Regions from separate parts of the Mus musculus genome. Here region 2 is linked to region 1. The links are chromatin contacts, called in public Hi-C maps. All regions are on one chromosome and are shown on one strand. Each heading gives the region's core, a stretch centred on a gene start, on an enhancer-like site or on the middle of the called end of the contact. The rest is flanking DNA. Distances are from core to core; before and after follow the strand shown.

What was found. A called contact is a pair of places that touch in the nucleus more often than the background predicts.
Region 2: a contact with region 1 is called in a Hi-C map of rod photoreceptor, with 2.0 times the contacts expected there. The contact joins the promoter of Nhlrc1 here to the enhancer-like site in region 1. A contact is called at or near these places in 4 of 39 promoter capture datasets (cranial neural crest, embryonic stem cells, frontonasal cranial neural crest and 1 more), 6 of 484 Hi-C or Micro-C datasets (Th1 cells, embryonic stem cells, hematopoietic stem and progenitor cells and 2 more), 5 of 115 datasets of contacts at active chromatin or transcription factors (acute myeloid leukemia, embryonic hindbrain, embryonic stem cells and 2 more) and 3 of 9 other capture datasets (adipose tissue, embryonic stem cells and pancreatic islet).

Annotation. Positions count from the first base shown.
Region 1 is chr13:46,742,964-46,749,945 of GRCm38.p6, forward strand. It overlaps Kif13a (kinesin family member 13A), which reads right to left. Exons shown (of 38, transcript NM_010617.2): 38 at 6,124-6,982. Among named protein-coding and RNA genes, the nearest start is that of Nup153, 19 kb to the left of the region's middle. Within about 2 kb of position 2,223, at least 14 of the 459 cell types and tissues checked have an H3K27ac peak or open chromatin away from gene starts, as enhancers often do. A contact at or near this core is called in rod photoreceptor, where this site is marked.
Region 2 is chr13:47,013,497-47,020,173 of GRCm38.p6, forward strand. Nhlrc1 (NHL repeat containing 1) reads right to left here and starts at 1,354. Exons shown (of 1, transcript NM_175340.4): 1 at 1-1,354. The coding sequence starts at 1,283. The coding sequence ends at 78.

The sequences.
Region 1 (6,982 bases), core at 973-3,472:
CAGCACTTGGTGGGTGGAGGCAGGAGGATCAGAGAAGATCAAGACCATCCGTGGCTTCACAGTGAGTTTGGAGGCAGCCTAGGTACATGAAACCTTGTTTCAAACACAAAATAAGTAGTGTAAGATGATGTTAATTGTTACATCGAGCCAATAACCTAAGGATAATTCACTAATATTCTACAGTGGTTACAAATGTATATAACACAGCACACACATGGACTAGCAGAAAATGTGGGTAAATTGGCATATCCTATCAAGATAGCCCAGAGATCAAGTGGTAGGGAAGTTAGCTTTCACATCCTCCATTACTGGGCAGTTTCTCTCAGCTTGGCACTTGTAGCTCAATATTCTAACTCTGGTGTTAACTAAGCAAGCTTGTCTTATTTGCAGTTAACCACAGGCCGCATAGATCATGCAGATTCAATGAGGGAGGGTTAGTTTAACCAATCACATAGGCCTGTAGCTTTATTTGTTCACTTAAAACAATGATTATAAATCCAGGAAACGGGGCAGGCAATGGTGGCACACACCTTTAATCCCAGCACTTGAGGCAGAGGCAGAGGCAGAGAGGCAGAGGAGAGGCAGAGAGGCAGAAGCACCTCTGCATTTGAGGCCAGCTTGGTCTATGGGGCATGTTCTGAGACAGCCAGGGCTACACAGAGAAACCCACAAAAAAGCAAGCAAACAAACAAAAAGACTCCAGGAAATTAGATCTATCAATCCTCAAACTTCCTACTGGACTAGGATATCAGTGATGCAATCCCCCTCCCCACACCCCATTCTTGTCTTTGAGAAAGGGTTTCTCTATGTAGCCTACCCTAGCTGTCCTGGAATGTGCTCAGTAGACCAAGCTGGCCTCAAACTCAGAGATCAGCCTGCCTGTGCCTGAGTGCTGAGATGAAAGGTGTGTGCCACCATAGCTGGCACACACCAGCTTGTCACTTGTCTCTTGTCACTTAAAACAAGGTCTCATTCTGTAGCCCTAGCTCTCCCGAGGCTCATGTGTATCCCAGGCTGACAACTCACGGCGCTCTTTCTACCTCAGCATCTCAGTGTGAGTATTACAAGCACAAGCCATCGTGCCTGGCTCGTTTTCAGGAAAATCTCAGGCAAGTAAGCAGGCTCGGTGTGTAAAGGCATTTGTCACCAAGACTGAGGACCTGCGCTTGAACCCAGAACACCCGGGGTAGAAGGAGAAAAGTGACCTCCCACAAGCTGTTCTCAGACTTCCACACATAGACTGTGGCATACATGCAGACACAAACACATATAAATATAAAAAGGAAACCAATATCTCCACAACTTGATTTGGGCAGGGGTTCAGGAGATGACCCTCCAAATAACTGCTTAAACTGTCATGCACACCATTTCCAGGTGTTCAAATCTTTAATCCCAGGGGAGAGAGATGTGGGAGGATCTGTGAGTTCCAGGACAACCAGGACTACATAGGGAGACCCTGTATCAAACAAACAAACAAACAAACAAAAATCTAAACAATTCAAGGAATTAGGGGTACTGTAAGGTCAGTTGGTTAATATTATGATAAACCAAACCCAACTTCTTAAAAATTCACTTAACATCCTGACCACAGCCCACCCCTTTCCTCCCAGCCCATACTCCCAGTTCCTTTCTCCATCCTCCCCTCCCCTCCTCCTCTGAGAAGGGGGAGGCCCTCTCTGGCACTCATTTCATTGCAGGACTAGGCACATCCTTTCCCACTGAGGCCACACAAAGCAGCCCCATTAGGAGAAACAGGATCTACAGGCAGGCAACAGAGTGAGGAACAGACCCTGTTCCAGTTGTTGGGGGACCCACATGAAGACCAAGCTGTACATCTGCTACATATGTGTGTGTGTGGGAGGGGGTGTAGGTCCAGCCCATGTATTCTCTTTGGTTGGTGGTTCAGTCTCTGGGAGCCCCCCAAGGGTCCAGGGTAGTTGACTCTGTTGTTCTTCCTGTGGAGTCCCTGTCCCTTCAGGTCCTCAGTCCATCCCCCGACTCTTCCACAAGACTCCATGAGCTCTGTCTAACGCCAAACCAAGTTTTTAATCGCCAAGGTGCTTATATCGTTTCTCAGAAACTCTTTCGGAACTCCCCTTTTTAACCTTTACTTCTTACAAGCTCGGGTGAGAATTCCTAAAGAAGCTGTGCCTACAGAGACTGGATGACTGATCAGAATTTTAGGAATGTTGCAGTTACCAACATTCCTAAGGCCAGGCCAAAGGCTAGTTGCCTTATCTCGGGCTAGTGATAGCCCTCTGGCACAGGCAGTCCTTGTCCACCTCTGAGTCTGAACCAACATCCCGTGACTAACAGAAAACTTTCTAGAAATCTATTAACAGACCACTGGCGTCTACCCTCCCAGAAGCTAAGAATGTCATCGGAGAGCACCTTGCATTGACAGAAAAGCTCCCCCATCTTGCTGTACCTGACTCTTTGGTTCACTCACTAAAGTATTTTAAACTTACCTTGATTGATAGCTTTCTCTGTTCTGTAAAACTTCACAAAAGGACTTTCAGGCTGGAACATGGGATTTGGGGTAATCTAAATCTGTGCTCCCAGGCCACAGTCACTCAAATGGCTCCAGAATACACTATCCCTTATTCCCTTTAAGATGAGAGCTGGATTTTTTCCCCATCAATACAATATTCTATATACAATACAATTTTTCTATTAATTAGTATCCCAGAGTTCCGTTCCTAGCATGAGATTCCCTCCAAGATGGCAGCTATTGCCTGTGGTTCCGGTTATAATGACTGAGGCACAGCCTGGACTCTGGAACCTACAGTCTTCTACATGAGGACAGTCTGCAAGGATACAAGCAGCCACTGAACCTCCAGGTGGGAAAGAATTGTTTTACCAAGAACACACAGTGGTAGTCTCAGATCTGAGGGTGTGCGCACTAGCATGTGTGTAAAGAAGTTAGATCACACCTGTACACGTCTTACTCCGGAAACAATTGGATCTCAAACCTCTACTCCCCTTTCCCTGCTCTCAGAGGATTAGAGACAAGGACAAGCAGGTTCAATTTAATCTTTGGGCTTTTGCTTTCACTCAGGCCCCGGCTCTACGGAAGGGCAGATGTGCCCCTGCTCTTTCCTGACACCTGGATTTGTCTCCCTACGGGCAAGAGGGGAGGGTAAGCTTTGGACCTCTGCTGAAGGTGCTCTTGCTGTTGGAACTGGCTGGCTTTCTTTTGGCTAGGCAAAAACCTGACACGAACTGTGTATATTGCAGATTTAGTAGGGTTTGGTTTGGAGATGTCTTCCTACGCAGTCCTGGGTGACTCTAAAGTTGCTGTGATCCCCTGCCCCTGCTTCCCAAGCTCCAAGATTATGCACATGTGACACTATGGATGCTTTAGCTTCTTCTTCTTGGATCTTAGTCTGGGAGATGAGCTGTATGTTACAGAAAGATGCGTGTCACCGATACTATAGGAAGCTTGGGCTGAAACAGCAGAAACGTTTCTTATCCAATTGTGTGCCAGAATCATACTCTTGTTGAGTCCAAAAGGCAGTAAGAATTCTTGCTCAATCACATCTTCTTTCAAGACCCTTTCATTATACAGCCAGAAAGCTTTACTTTTTAAAAAATTTTGATTAGGTATTTTCTTCGTTTACATTTCCAATGCTATCCCAGAAGTTCCCCATACTCTCCCCCCCACTTTTTTTTTAAGATTTATTTATTTATTATATGTAAGTACACTGTAGCTGTCTTCAGATACTCCAGAAGAGAGCGTCAGATCTTGTTATGGATGGTTGTGAGCCACCCTGTGGTTGTTGGGATTTGTTTTATTGTTGTTGTTCTTGTTGGTGGTGTTTGTTTTGTTTTGTTTTGTTTTGTTTTGTTTTGTTTCGAGACAGGGTTTTTCTGTGTAGCCCTGGCTGTCCTGGAACTCACTCTGTAGACCAGGCTGGCCTCAAACTCAGAGATCCACCTGCCTCTGCCTCCGGAGTGCTGGGATTAAAGGTGTGTGCCACCATGCCCGGCTGGTTGCTGGGATTTGAACTCAGGACCTTCGGAAGAGCAGTCAGTGCTCTTAACCCCTGAGCCATCTCTCTATCCCAAAGCTTTACGTTTTAAATACAGTTTAATCACATAAATACGTGGTTAGTTGTCTCCTTAGTGTTCTGAGGCTTGAACAGTGCCTTTTAAAATTCATTATTGTTTGGTGTATTGGCAGGCTTTCCCACCTGCACCACAGCTCCTGAAACAACAACTCCTGAAATGCCTACGCTACAAGTTTTGGTTCATTCCCTGACTAGTTCACAACTTAATTAACCCATTTCTTCTATTCTATGAGTGCTACATGGCTGGTTACCTCTGCTAAGTTTCATGAATCTCCTCAGATATTGGTCTGTCTCCTCAAAGTTAGGGGTAGATCTTTTCCTGAGCCTGACTCTATCCCAGAGTTCCTCTCTTCCTATCAGAACTCCCACCTCCTATTTTCTGCCTTAGCTAACAGGCTGTCAGATTTTTTTTTTTTTTTTTTTTTTTTCCGAGACAGGGTTTCTCTGTGTTGCCCTGGCTGTCCTGGAACTCACTCTGTAGACCAGGCTGGCCTCGAACTCAGAAATCCACCTGCCTCTGCCTCCCAAGTGCTGGGATTAAAGGTGTGCGCCACCACGCCCGGATGGCTGTCAGATTTTTATTGACAGGTTATACTTCCATATGGTACACAAGAGGTTCTCTATATGACTTGGGGTGGTATAATTTATAAGATAGTGTCTGCCCTTAATGAATTTTAAGGATATATATATTTTAAAGATATATTTATTTATTTTATGTATATGAGTACAAAGTAGTTGTCTTCAGACACACCAGAAGAGGGCGTCAGATCCCATTACAGATGGTTGTGAGCCACCGCTGGGATTGAACTCAGGACCTCTGGAAGAGCAGTCGGTGCTCTTAACCACTGAGCCATCCCTCCAGCCCTAAAGATATTTTTATAAACAATTATTTCCCCCATAAGTAAATGCTGCTATGCTCGACTTTTTACAGGGATACTGGGAATCTGAACTTGGGTCTTTGTGCTTTGACAGCAAGTACTTCCTGAGTGAGCTATCTCCCAATCGAGTAGACCAGTAGACCGTTGAGTTATCACTGTTTAGCTATACACATTTAAGTGAGTTTCCCATTTCCTTGGTCTATTTGCTCCTGGAAACTCACATAAAGCACTTGTTGTTGGGCTCCATTTCCTGGAGACTTCAAAAAAGCTGTTTTCCTACAAAGACTCTGCAAGGGCATCTTCAGCATAGGTCCACAGGTCCAAGGTTTACTTGGAGACAAAAAGGCCCCTGGCTTGTTCTTACATCAGCAGCCTGTCATTATCACACCACACACTGCTGTGTCCTGTATCTGCCCTCTGCCAAGTACAGCCCTTCCAGATCATACTTCCTGGCAGAAGACAGAGGGAATCGACCAGCCAGATATGTGGGCTGAAACCCAGCCTTGCTGAGACTCCATTATCAACCTGTGCCATCAGATTATCCAAAGTGAACGTCAAATGTACCCAGGGCAGTGTCTGGCTGACGTGAAGCCCTCAATAAATTGATAAATGTTAGCAGGCTTTTTCACAGCATAGGTGTATATATGCACACAAGACAGTGAACTGGACCTGAACCTAATGGTCATGTGAGGGTATGCAGCCTACAGGACAACGTCATATCATTCCTCAGACATTGTTCACTTTGATTTTGAGACAGACTCTCTCACAGGTCTGGGATTCACTGATTAGACTAAGCTTGCTGGCCCATGAGCCTTAGGATCCACCTCTCTGCATGTACCACTATACTAGACTGGCTGGCTTGCTTTCTCTCTTTCTTTTCCTTTTCCTTTTCCTTTAAGAAATATGGGTCCTGTGATTCAAACCCAGGTCGTCATTTTAGCCACTGAGTTCTGATCCCACCCCATGGTAGCATTATTAAGAACAGATGATCAAGCTGGGTGTGGTGGCGCACACCTTTAGTCCCAGTACTCGGGAGGCAGAGGCAGGTGGATTTCTGAGTTCGAGGCCAACCTGGTCTACAAAGTGAGTTCCAGGATAGCCAGGACTGTACAGAGAAACCCTGTCTCGAAAAAAAAAAACAACAACAACAACAACAAAGAACAGACGATCAACACTTTGGACTCTGAATTAGACAGTTTGTATTCTAAAACACACACAGATCTGTACCAATTAAATACAATAAAGTTGATAGGGAATATAAATTACAGCTTTTGTTTTAAACAGATGGTAGTAAAATACTACCGGTCAGCTCACTATACACACAAACAGCAGCTTGTCAAGAGAGTCTCCCATATCTCCCTCACCAATGCTAAGAACTTAAAAACCAGAAAAGTACAGCAGACTGCACACATGCTCTCTCACTTCCTCACAACACACGTGTAGCTGTACATAGAGGTCCACTGTACAGGCATCTACAGAGTAAGGACATAAAATATATCTGTAAAATTTTCCACACCACGATCCTACAGTGTCTCTCCTTGCAGGATACTTTGAAAACCAAAACGGGGGAAAAAAAATGACAATGGAGCAGTCTGATGTTTAATCCCCCTCAGACAAGGTGACGTGCAAACCTACGAACTTGATAGCTTAGTCCTTCTCTTCAGCATTTTTCCAGAGTCAGGCAAAAACAGCAAACCCACACCACAAGAGAATCTAGCGACCTGAAATAGACTGATAAAGAAGCCGCCAGCAAGGCTGTACCCCAACTCTTGGTACATCGCTGCGTTGTGTGCAGTAACACTTCCCTGTGCACTCCACCTGCTTGGATAGGTGGACAGGATGTGAGAACTGCTAGGGTGGAGTAGGAGTCCCAGCCACTCAACCATGTCAGTGGTCAATATCGAGTCAGTAGGTACCAGGCTATGTGGAAGACTGAAGGTTACAGCTGTGCGATTTCTCAGTGTGCTTAGGAAAGGGGACAGGGACCAAGGGCAGCACGTGGCTTGGTAGCCAAGGGAAGTATGGCACCAGATT
Region 2 (6,677 bases), core at 104-2,603, 270 kb after region 1:
TCTGTCTGGATGGATGGGTGAGACCAATTCACTCCCAATGACACCAAGATTTCTGACTCCTGGCTTCAGGATCCCCATCACCCTCCGTTGCCCTCCATCACTTTAAAGACTTTTATAGAATGGGATGCAGTATCCAGCACAAGAAGAGAATTCTCCTTGGTGAAGGCCAGTGCCACAGGACGGGAGAGGCCGTGAGTGATTATAGGCTTCAGGGCTGGGAATTCTTCGGGTTTCCCCAAGCAGACGATGGCTGGACCAGAGGTGTCAGCAACAATCACGTTTCCTTGGTGATCGAAGGTCACAGCAGAGGCAGTTACTTTGGAGGGGAAGAGGAGGTTCAGCCCGAAGCTATCCACCTGGCCAATCAGCTGCATAGTGGAGTTGAACACCTTCACCCTTGTGTTGTTACAGCCAGTCCTCCCAAAGGCACAAGGATGCTCTAGGACCGCGATGGCCCCCGTGAGCCATGACACTGCCAACCCACGGGGACTGCATAGGTGAGCTTGCAACCTCTCAATCCTCCGAAGGACCCCTTCAGGGAAATCCGCTTCCAGCAGGTGCAAAGTCCCTGCCTCTGCATCAGTCACCAGGACCCCATTGTGAGGGGTGATCTCCACACCCCAAGGCAGGGAAAACTGCTTTCCCACAACCAGCTTGATCTGGCCAAAGAAATCAAACACTTTGAGGGAGCAGTCGCCAGCGTCGGTGACAACCACATGGCAGTCGTTGGTGACGGCGACATCCAGTGGGTACTTCACGTCGTGCGCTGCGTCCCCCTTTTCTCCAAACTGGTGTGCACCTCCTCCTCCGGAGTCAAAGATCTTGACCCGTCTCTTCCCGTCGTGCACGACCACTACCCGTCCGGTCTTGGGGCACAGTGCAAGCCCTGTGGGGTTCACTAGGGTCCCCCACCCGCCGAAGGCGTGGTAGCAGGTGAGAGTCCCCGGCGCGAAGGGGGCGGCGCTGAGGGCAGCCGGGGACGCGTGGAGGGTGGAGCCCAGGAGCTCCAGGAGGTGCAGCACCGGCAGGCAATCGCTGGTGTCACAGGCTCGGCAGGCCCGCCGGCAGAAGGGACACTCGAGGCCCAGCGTCCGCGGGTGCGCGAGAGCGGCGACACAGGCCAAGCAGACCACGTGGCCGCAGGGCAGGTTGCGCGGGCGCCGCTGCTGCCAGTGGCCGAACCTCTCGAAGCACACCTTGCACTCCAGCAGGCTGACCTCCGCCTCCCGCACCAGCTCGGGCCGCACCCCAGCCGCTGCCACCGCCGTCGCCTCCTCCCCCATTGCTCCCGCTGCTCCGCTGCCTCCGCGCAGCCCTCAGTCACGGCCACGGTCACGGTCACGGAGCGGGGCATGCGCTCTGACGCAGGGCGCACACTGCCACCCCCTGGCGGACGCACGACGCAGTCGTCCGCATGCGCCGTGCGCAGACCTGGGATAATCACGTCACGGGTGGAAGATTCCAGGATTAAAGATTGAGACATGTCAGCGGGTGTGGGGGCGGGGTGTGATGAGTGGGTCTCTCCGTGTCCTCCTGTAAGTGACAGCTAGTCTCTCAGGGATGGTGCCCAAACGGACTGCCAGTCAGCTTCGCTGGGAGGTGGGTACCAGGGCTAGACAGGAACAAGACATGGCTCCTAGTCTCTGTATAGTAAGATTCTGAAGACAGAGACACAAGAAAGAAGATAACTTCAAGGGGCAGATGTGCATTCCTCTCTGCTGTGTTTTTTCCTTCTTGTGAGAAGGTAGCTACGTAGACGTCAAAGAATTGGGTGTGATAGTTGTGATGCCGGGACTCAGGCGGCAGAAACAGGAGAACAGCTGTTGGTGGTTAGTTGGAGGCCAGCCTAGGCTACAGTGCCTAAAAAAACAAACCCCCAAACCAAAACAAACAAAAGAATACTTGTGAAGTGGGTTTGTGTGGAAGGGATATTTTGAAAGCTGTTAGCTTTCTCGCATGGTGGTCTACATAGTGAGTTCCAGGCCAGTTAGAGGCACAAAGGGAGACCCCGTCTCAAAAACAAACAAAACAACAACAACAAAACTTGTTAGTTAGTAGCAGTTATAGAATTCGCTCGTGCCTGCCTTCTTTTAAGTGGTTTTCATTCACTTTTATTTAAGCCTCATGGAGGCCGTGATTGGAAGGCAGGCAGTTTGACTACACGGCATCTCACTGATCATCAGATATGGTTTTGTATGACAAATGTTTGAGTCTCCTTGGCAAAGGCTTAACTGCACCAGTGTGGGCTGAGGGGCACTGTGAAGGGGATTATAACGTACAGGTAAGTTCGAGCCAGCGGTTCCTCCCTGCAATGCCTTCCATCCCGAGAAAGATTGAAAGTAAAGGGGCTGAAGCGATGGCTCAGTGGTAAAGAGTGCTTGCTGCCCTTCTGGAGGACATGAGTTCAGTTCTCCGCACCATCTGTAACCCCAGCTCCAGGGAATCCAGAGTCCCCTTCTGGTCTCCATGCATTTGCAAACGTGTGAGATACATTCACATAAACATATACACCTGCAAATAAATAAGTATAGGAAATATTTCAAAACTGGAGAAATGATTGACAATAAAGATGATCGTGGAAGTATCCTAATCTTATGGTCAGTATAATCTTCCGAAATCCATTGGGGGTATTCAAAGCTCTCATTTTCGGAGTTAACTGTCTTACATGAACAAGGTGCTGGCCAAAACCATGTATTAGAACATTCTTATTCACAAAAAGGCTGTGATCATGATTGGTTACCCTCTTGTTCCATAGACTTCCAAGAAACTGGAGGACTCAAGCCTGTGTTAACACTCTTCGAGAGAGAAATTCTTTGGAAGGCCAAGGAAAACAAGCAGTTTTTTTTTTTCTTTTTTAATCAACTACTACATATCTCAGAGATTGAATGTTAGACCAGAATAACCAAGCTGATACTATGATTTCAAAATGCATTTCCATTCTAAATAAGACACCAACTAAAATAATATCTCATAGAAAGTTTTTTTATTAGTAATTTAAAAAAACTGTTTTTTATTAGTGTGTGTGCACGAGGCTGTCTGTGTGTCTGTGTGGACGTCTGTGTGAACCTCTGGAGGCCAGAAGAGGATGTTAGATACCCGAGAGCTAGAATTATAGGCAGGTGTGAGCCACTGAATGTGGGAGGGTTCCTAATGTGGATTCTCCAGACTGGGCAGCCAGCGTTATGTAACTATTGAGCAACCTCTCCAGCCCCTCAGAAATAATAAGAAAATAGATTTATTTTACTTTTTGTGTATAAGTGTTTTCTCTACAGTATGCCTGGTGTCATAGGAGGTCGGAGCGGGGCTGTCGGTTCCAGGAAACTGGAGTTACAGATGGCTGTGAGCCACAATATGGATCCTGAGACTCAAACCCAAGTCTTCTGCAAGAGCAGCAAGTGCTCTCACGTTAAGCCTTCTTTCCAGCCCCTCAGAAACAGTTTTTAACTCGGGAAACACAGTCTGGATACAAAACTGGACTATTTTTAGAACCAGTCTTGTGCAACAGAAATGTAAGGAAACCCACATTTTAAAATAATTCCCTTGTATCCCCACTTTTAAAAAGTTGAAAAGAAAAACAAAATTTAGTTGAATTCTTTGTGTCCAATCCATCCTTTGGACATTGTAATCACCTGAAAACATGAATGGAGACATTTTAACACTCATTTTGTATAGTGAGTAAAGTCTGGTGTGTTTTACCTTCAGTGTGCATCTATCTAATTCAGATAAGCTAACTTCCACAAGTGGGGCTGGTGGCTCCCACACAGATCATGACAAAGGCAGAGCCGTCCTAGGAGGTGTCATCTTTTAAAGGTATTTCCCAGACTGACCCTGATGGATCCCTTACTTGTATCTAACTCGTCTCCGCTCCAGCATTGCACCCAAACTATTCAAAGACCCCGATTCATTGCTGACTGCAGCTGAGCTGTGTCCTCTAGAGATGTCCAAAGGCTTGCTGCCTGCTGAAGCTCCTTCTCTGCCTTCTCAGGCCTTTGCTGCCTCTGAGAGGCTACAGGTGGCACTACACCATGAGCACTGCTGGCTAGGTTGGGCAGCTTTGCAGCAAAGACACTCAGTTTTCTCCTGGGGTTTACTATAAAGCACTTAACTAGGAGGTTTGTTTGTTTGTTTGTTTTGAGTCAGGGTCAGCTCATGTCGGCTTCACGCTGGTTATGAGGCTGGGGCTGGCCTTGAACTCACCATCCTCCTGCCTGTACCATCCTAGTCCTAGGACTACAGGTGCTTGCTACTATGCCAGCCCAGATATTAAGTTAAAGGGATGGCATGTGATTGGCAGTTAAGGTTTTTCTCAGCTCTGCAAAGCTTCCAGCTTCAGGAATAGCAAACAAAACCAAGGTCTGAGTCCCACAGTTTAGGGGTCTTGGCAATGTTAATCTTCAGACTTTGCCTCCATCCCATGGAACCCGCCAGTCTCTGCTCTGTTGTCTCTACCAGCCTAAGCTGACAGCCTGGTCTTTCTTCTGTCGGATCAAGGATACAGAGTCTGATTGACAGCCTGGTCCATCTTAAAGCTTGCGCTCTGTCTTCATCTCTTTCTATTGCTTTTGTCCCTGAAGGGACACACTGAGTTCTACCTCTGGTTTTGCTCAACTCTGGACTGCACCAAGCACAGGCCTCACAGGTTCGCACTTCGTTTGCCGGGTGAATGCCATCATTCACCCGGAGGTCAGGAGGAAGTGTACAAGGACTTACCTCGGATGAGACGGGGCACACCCTTAATCCCAGAGTTTGGGAGGTAAAAGCAGTCATTCCTTCCTAAGTTCCAGGCCAGCCAAGGTTACATAGGGAGACCTAGTCTCAAATAAAGAAATAATAAAGACCTTGGGTTAGGTAGGTGACTCCATGCTAGAGTTTGACACTGATGGGTCAAAATATAATAATAATAATAATAATAATAATAATAATAATAATAATAATAATAAAAAAAGTTTGCTTTTGAGAGATATTTAATCACTCAGAAGGTCAGAAGAACTTGAGAGGAAGGCAATAGAGATGTACCATGGGGCCTGTAGTGAGAGCATGTGTTTGTAAGATCACAAGTATGTAAAGGCAGACCAGAGGGGGCTGGAGAGATGGCTCAGTGGCTAAGATGCTCTTCCAGAGGTCCTGAGTTCAATTCCCAGCAACCACATGGTGGCTCACAACCACCTGTAATGAGATCCGATGCCCTCTTCTGGTGTGTCTGAAGATAGCAACAGTGTACTCACATACATACAATAAATAAATCTTTAAAAAAAAAAAGGCAGAAAAGATGAAGAGAAAGCATTCCCCTCTTTGCAGTGATGTCTCTAGTGCAAGGGTTTGGTTGCCCTTGTTTGTCCTTGTTTGTCCCTGCTAGACTTTCCAGGTTTTCAGATATTATGATTATTTTGTGGTACTACGGATTGAACCCAGGGCCTCACATACACTAAAACACTCTACCGTTGAGCTATATCCCAAACCTCATACATTATTATTTAACATTTATTTTAAAATTTTTATTTATGTGCTGTGTGTTATCTGCATGTATGTGTGTACCACTTATGTGAGGGTATTCATGATGGAACAAAGAAGGTATCAGAGGGGCTAGAGAGATGGCTCAGCAGGTAAGAGCACTGACTGCTCTTCTGAAGGTCCTGAGTTCAAATCCCAGCAACCATATGGTGGCTCACAACCACCTGTAATGGGATCTGATGCCCTCTTCTGGTGTGACTGAAGACACAGTGTACTCCTAATACATAAAATAAATAAATCTTTAAAAAAAAAAAGAAGGTATCAGAGCCTCTGGACCTGGGGTTACAGGCAGTAGTGAGCTGTCTCACATGGGTGCTAAAAACTGAACTCAAGTCCTCTGGAAGAGCAGTGCTTACTCTCAACCACCAAGTCACTGCACCAGCTCCCAGCAGGTTATTTGTATCATTTAAGTATAAGTAAATGCTCAACTCTTACTTTAAAATACTGCAGCAGGCAGTGGTAGCAAATGCCTTTAATCCCAGCATTTGGGAGGCAGAGGCAGGCAGATCTCTGTGAGTTTGAGGACAGCCTGGTCTACACAGCAAGTTCCAGGACAGTCAGGACCAAACAGAGAAACTGGGTCTCGAAAAAAACAAACCAAAAAGCCAAAGCCAAAGCCAAAGCCAAACCCTGCTTCTTATGGCTACCCGCTCTTCAGCACGCAGCAGATTTTCAGGCAGATTTTTTAAAATGTTACATATCAAAGTTATACAAAGTCAGAAATGGGGACTGTATGCTGAAAGCAGAGTGACCATGCTTAAGGTTCACATACTTGAATCCTCTTCCAGGCCAATTATTATTATTTTTTAAATTTATTTATTTATTATATGTAAGTACATTGTAGCTGTCTTCAGACACTCCAGAAGAGGGCAGCAGATTTTGTTACGGATGGTTGTGAGCCACCATGTGGTTGCTGGGATTTGAACTCTGGACCTTCAGAAGAGCGGCACTCTCAACCACTGAGCCATCTCCCCAGCCCCCAAGCCAATTATTAACTCGAGTGGATTTGTAATCTGTTTGCAAGGAATAAAACCTTAGATGACACGCGGTAGAAAGCAGGAGCCGTATGAGTTAAAGACAGATTTAATAAAAGCATCCAGAGCCAGGCAGTAATGGCAAATGCCTTGAATCCCAGCACTTGGGATTAAAGAGTTGAGTTCGAGGAT